Regions from separate parts of the Zea mays genome. Here region 2 is linked to region 1. Evidence: chromatin contacts called from public Hi-C data. All regions are on one chromosome and are shown on one strand. The core of a region is the stretch at or near the end of the contact, and the rest is flanking DNA. Distances in the headings are between cores, read along the strand shown. Region 1 holds the start of LOC103639133 (SAC3 family protein C). Region 2 holds the start of LOC103639137 (inactive beta-amylase 9).

The links. A called contact is a pair of places that touch in the nucleus more often than the background predicts.
Region 2: a contact with region 1 is called in a Hi-C map of bundle sheath, with 2.6 times the contacts expected there. The contact joins the promoter of LOC103639137 here to the promoter of LOC103639133 in region 1. A contact is called at or near these places in 2 of 25 Hi-C or Micro-C datasets (bundle sheath and ear).

What each region holds. Positions count from the first base shown.
Region 1 is chr9:134,901,216-134,904,147 of Zm-B73-REFERENCE-NAM-5.0, forward strand. LOC103639133 (SAC3 family protein C) reads right to left here and starts at 1,315. Exons shown (of 8, transcript XM_008661929.4): 1 at 985-1,315; 2 at 691-791. The coding sequence starts at 1,198.
Region 2 is chr9:135,142,283-135,145,185 of Zm-B73-REFERENCE-NAM-5.0, forward strand. LOC103639137 (inactive beta-amylase 9) reads right to left here and starts at 1,273. Exons shown (of 2, transcript XM_008661933.2): 1 at 400-1,273. The coding sequence starts at 1,104. It overlaps LOC103639136 (a long non-coding RNA gene), which reads left to right. Exons shown (of 4, transcript XR_002264891.3): 3 at 1-24; 4 at 78-235. LOC103639138 (a long non-coding RNA gene) reads right to left here. Exons shown (of 2, transcript XR_559253.4): 2 at 2,483-2,856.

The DNA.
Region 1 (2,932 bases), core at 65-2,564:
CGAACTCCGGAGCCGATGTCCAGCTACCCTAGGGCCTAACGCCCTTGACAAAAACATATGTGTCTCTAATGATCTGCTAGGCTGCTCCACTGCTACAGAAAAGCTCTTTGATCATTTACCATCACCTACTATCAAACACATTCTTCTTTCTCTGAAAGTCTGATGGCAAATTAAGTTAAGCAGAATTCTTTTACAAAGGCCTATCCTTTGCTGATCTTCCATTTGAGCTTTTCAGGCACACAGGATTGTCTCCTATCTGATAAGTTGAAAAAGAGGGAATCCCAAAGCAAAAGGAAATGCTAGCCTAACTAATATATGTAGGACCATTTGCATATGAAGGCAGGTGCTGTCATGGGTGGCATATGCAATGCAACAAAAGTTGGCAACTAACGTAAAGAGTTCACCAGTTGCAGCCACGGTTCCTAACGCATGGATCTCCCTGTGAGAAAAAAGTTGACAATTCCATCAACAATAGCATCCAACGCCATAAATCCACAGAGAGCAGAGCTAACCTAACTAACACACGGAAAAGCCAAGCTGGTTAGGCCATTTGCATCGGGGGAAGATTACAAGCAGTCAAGCATATACGGGCAGAAGGACAAGCAAGAAAGAGTTAACCTTACACATTAGCATGAATAGACGCAGGGCCAACAGGAAAAGGGTATAAGCATGAGCGAATAGATGACTCACTTTCTTGACGGCGAGGGAGAGAGACGTGCGCGCGGGGTCGCCGTCCACCCGCTCAAGCACAGCCAGGTCCCTCAGCCGCTCTCTCTGCGCTCGTTCCCTCGCTGCAACGGAAAACACGGCAGCCATAAGCCCAAGCACCGACAAGGCGACAATTGATCCAACTGAGCTGCAGCTCGCGCAATTTGGTCGAACAGGTGGTGCGCGTTGGCGCCACGGCAACACCAACCCGGCTGCCGGCTGGTTTCATCGCCTTCGCCGAACAGAGGCTGGCGCCCATGTGAGCGGAGGGGTTACCTGGACACATGTCGGGGCAGGTGCCCATGATCGGCGCTGCGTCGTCGACAGGAACGGCCGGGGTCAGAGACGGGACGGGGTTGAGCGCCGCAGGGGAGGCGGTGGAGGAAGGTGGTGATGGGGAGGGGCGGCCGCCGCCGCGTCCGCGTCCTCGCCAGCCTCGGCCGCGGTAGGAACTCCGGCCACGGTGGCTCGCCTCGCCGCGGCGATCCATGGCTAACTGGCTCTCGAGGCCCTGGCCTGCTGGGGAGGTACTTCGCAAATGGCCGAAGAAGCCAGCTGGAGTAGCGGCTCAGTCAACTGTTTAAACTGCCTCGTGGTCACTTTTTGCAATGCAGTCTCTCTGAAGGAATTATACGAAGGGAGATGTTTGTAAAGGATTTGTTTCTATCATATCGTTGGATTTGCAGGAAACATGAATAGTGTTCCATATCAATTATTCGGCACATCTCTTGGACATAATAGTGTTCACTATCTCTGATTACGTATCGTCCGACTAATCGTGATTAGTCGCGATTAGTCGGTCTGATCGGTTGTTAGTGCTCGATAAGAGGTAACGATTCGATCAGGGTAGTTGATCGTCCTTATCGTCCGCCTAATCGCGATTTATAGCGATTAATCACCGTGTTGAGCGATCAGTCGATAAGCCTGGTAGTCCAAAAGCCATTTTAGGCTTAAATGTTGTCTCGAGGAGGCCAAGGACGTCCAATCCCTTCTTGAGCAGTCAGCCAGTCCTTTAAATGTTGTCTGGGAGGCCAAAAGCCATTTTAGACGTGAGTAGTCAGTAGCAACAACAACCTTCTCCGCCAATTTAGTCGCGAAAACAGCAACTGAGCAGTCCAACTGAAGATGAGCAGCTCTTCTGAAGGTATGGATGTTGTGTTGCTTTTGCCTATTCTTCACTCTTTGTTCTCTGCTCTCTCCCCCCTCTGTTCTTCATTCCTCTTTGTTCAGCAAGGTCTGGACTCTGGAGGCAGAGCTGCTATTAAGATGTTTGACGTCGCAGATATGCATGGACATCATGGTGATGGACGTCGTGCTATTGCTGTTCAAGTCATCTTCTCGTAGTCCCAAATTGCTCGAGGGAAGGCGTCCTCTGTGGTTGAACGGCAGCACAAACCATGTTCCGTCGGCGTCGTCAACTGCTGCAGACTCAAGCACGCTTGCTGACAAGGCAATAGTAGGTCTGCCTTCAGACCTTGCTCAACAAGCTAACGATTCGAAGCAGAAGGCTAAGTCACAAGACCTGGCTGGAAGTTCGGTTGGTGGCATGATCCGTCTAAGAAGGAGTTCGTGCAATGTATCTTTTGCATGAAAGTGGTGCCCTCTAGAATAAAGAGGTTCAAACAGCACCTCGTCGGCGGATTGGGCGATACGATGAAGTGTGCAAGGGTCCCAGAGGTTGTTTCAAAGGACATGCGAGCTTATCTTAAGAAGAACACAAGGTCTGCACTTGTTTTGGATGACGATGAAGGTATAGAAGGAGAAGACGATGCTCCTTTGTTGTCTCTGCTCCTCCGAAGCCAACTACTCAAAAAGGTAGAAAATCAGTAGCTGCCATGCTTTGCAAGAGCCCAGAAGAAGTGATTGCTGAACGACACAACAACAAAGCTTCCCAGTCCACTCTAGAGCACTGCACGAAGATAGGGAAGGAGGCCCAACAAATTGTTGATGACTACGTTGTCGATTTCTTGTACGAGAACAATATTCCACCGAACGTGGTCAACTCAAGAAGCTGGGAGATCATGTTGGAGTCGATAGGGCAGTATGGCCCTAGCTATCGTGGCCTATCGTACCACGACATTAGGGTTCTGTGGCTTGAAAGGGCTGTCGAGAGGACATCATCGCTGACGGCAAAGCATGAAGAATCGTGGAAGGAGTATGGCTGCTCATTGATGTCAGATTCATGGACAGATGTTAGAGGACATCATCTAATCAACTTTTTGGC
Region 2 (2,903 bases), core at 23-2,522, 240 kb after region 1:
TTAACTTTCTTTCTGATTTGGCTGGTATGATGATGTCTGTAGCACCTGTGATTAACTTTTAAACTCTTTGGGCACAGGGAATGGAAGTGAGTACTAAGAACAGAGCAAGTGATATTTATGTTTCTAGATAAACAGGCGTGAGGCGTGGAGTAAAAACAGAGGAGGTAAAGAAAGGGCCTTCAATCGTGAGGCATTCATTTTGATTGTTCGAAATGACAGACTTTGACATTTGTTACGATTGTTAAGTTGATTCTTGATAGTAACACTAAATAATGATCTATGCGTGTATAAGTGTCGTCCGTTGCAACGCACGAGCATATACCTAGTTAAGCTTAAGAAAAAAGATTTAGTTTCCCAAACTAAAAGAAACTAAACGAGGAAATCTTGGATTTGTCTTACCGTAACTGTTGACCCCAACAAGTCGTTGAACTCCTCAGCGAAGCTGCGGAAGAAGGCCTCGTAGGCCTGGAGCGGCGACCTGCCGACGAGCACTGGGAGCTCGTCGACGGCGAAGGAGATGCACCCGACGCGGCGGCGCCCGGAGCGGTCCGTGAAGAGCACGTCGGGGTCGGCGGCGGCAGCGTCGGCCACCCACTCGGGGAGCGCGTCGCCGTCGGTGCGGAGCGAGACGCGGAGGTCGAGCCCCGCGTCGCGGACCATGGCGGCGACGGCGCGGTACCCGGCCCACTCGAACCAGGCCCCGGACCCGGGCTGCACGGCGGCCCAGGACACCGGCAGCTCCACGCCGTCGACGCCGAGCAGCTTGAGCGCGCGCAGCGCCGCCGAGACGGCCCTGGAGCGGCTCACCCCGCGGCCGTCGGAGACCACCGCGTCCGCGGGGAGGCCCACGAACAGCCTCACCGCGCCATCCGCCGCCCGCTCGGCGGCGGCCTCGGACTCGGACTCGGAGACGAGCGCCCGCACGGGGCCCGGCAGCCTGCTGCCCCGGAGGACAGGGAGAGCCCCGCTGGCTGCACGCCGCGCCGCGCCGAGCCGGACGACGCCGGCTAGCTGCTGGCCGCGGCCAGCCCGCGACGCGTCCCCCACGCACCGCCACCTCGCAGGCACCGTTGCCGCCGTCTGGTGCATCAGCGCGGCCTCCATTATTGGCTGCTGTCCTAGTGCCCTGTGTCTGCCGCGTCAGCAGCTGGTCGGGACGCGTCGGTCGCTGCGCTTTGCACTTTTCTGGTTGGTTCGCTTGGCGGTAGTAGTGGTACAGATTTTTTGCACCCAATTTTTCGCGCGGGCCTATTTATGGGAGACGAGAGCAGGGCAGGTGACAGCCGAGGAACAGTAGGGCGGTGCCACGTGGCAGGAGTCCAGCGCGCCGCAAATAATGCAGGAGGCCAGCGCGCCGCAAATAATGCAGGAGGTCAGGTGCTACTTGCTAGGCAAGTTTATCGCCGGGTTTTCCTGCGCCGTGTGCTCTTACCGCCTCACTAGCGGGTGGGGCCTTCCCGCTCTATCGCGTCAGAGATACTTGCCGCCCAGGTCGAATGACGAGGTGGGTGCGGGTGGGACCGTGGGACTACCTTGGAAAAGACGAGCGTCGGAGCGTGGGCCCTGGCGGATCCGACACTCTTCCTCGGAACGTGGGGACAGTTTGAGGGCGTTTCCGTCACTCGGCACCATCCATAGTAACTTGTGGATAAGGGCGCCACGTAGGAACGCGGAGGCACCACGCAGACTAGGGTATACGGAGCCGGGCGCGTGCCCGCGTGTCGCCGACGTGTAGGTGTGGGTGTGGCTGGGAGGCGAAGAATCGCTGACCCGAGCCGCGTTTGTGGCCACCGGTTCACGGCGCCGCGCCGCCGATTTTGGGGACGATGCGTTCGTTTCCGGGCTCTTCCTGCGGTCTGCATGCGACGGTGGTGGCTTTCCGCGCCATGCGAAGCTGCTTTTGGATATCGATCCAGGACCAACCAGTCTGGGGAAGGGGAATCCATGATGGGAGATGCCGTGGACACGTCTCCTTTCATGGCAAAAAAAATGTTAATATCGGATGAGTTCTCGTGAGAAAATATATACACGGAAATTTTGCAGCAAATCTAAAGATCAGCTTCATCCGAGGTTTTCCAAGTTGAACAAGAACCCAAAAACTTTGCCAAATGCTTGCGTCTGCTCAAATCTACTGGTCCGATGCTGATGAAGGAGCAGCTGGGAACGGCAGGAGACGACCGTCCATGTAGCCTGGCTTCGTGACCACGCCACGCTCAGGCCAGGCTCCGACAAAAAACAAGGGGCGGGCCTTTCCAGATCCAGTTGGCCGGACTTGGCTAGGAAGCAGCACTGGCGTCCCCTCACGGTCATCGTGGGGCAGGCCGGGCCTCGGCCACACCACCTGCAGCCTGTCCAACTGAAATGAGAGGGGAGGGTCGGCGAGACGCGAGCAAGGCGGCAGCAGCGAGTGCGGTGGTCCGACGAGAGCATTAGATGTTCAATGAAGATGTCAGCATGGACGAATGGTGTGAGGCGATAGATCTAAAAAACACCCCAACAGAAGAGGCGACAGTACCAAAACTATCCTGCCAAGATCTTAGATAGGCAGGCGAACCACACAAATGGTTTTCTCCTATTATTATCCCATGCAAAGCAAGACTGGCTAGTCAGCCTTAGCTTGCTAGCCTGGCTCTCTGGTAAGAAACACACCCTAACTGAACATAGAGCATAGTACTGTGTTCTTGCAGAACTGGGTGACTTATTTTAATACTACAATATCAAGTAGCAGTACTTTTTTCCACAAACTTGACCGAAGTTAGAAGTTTGATTTAGCACAAGACGAAGTGAACCATAATGCGCACAATTGTGGAAAATGCCTTCTCGAACTATGAATTACAGAATTGGTTCAGATTTGCCCTGACACCAAATCAAAAATAAACTGATTTTGAATTACAGAATTGTCA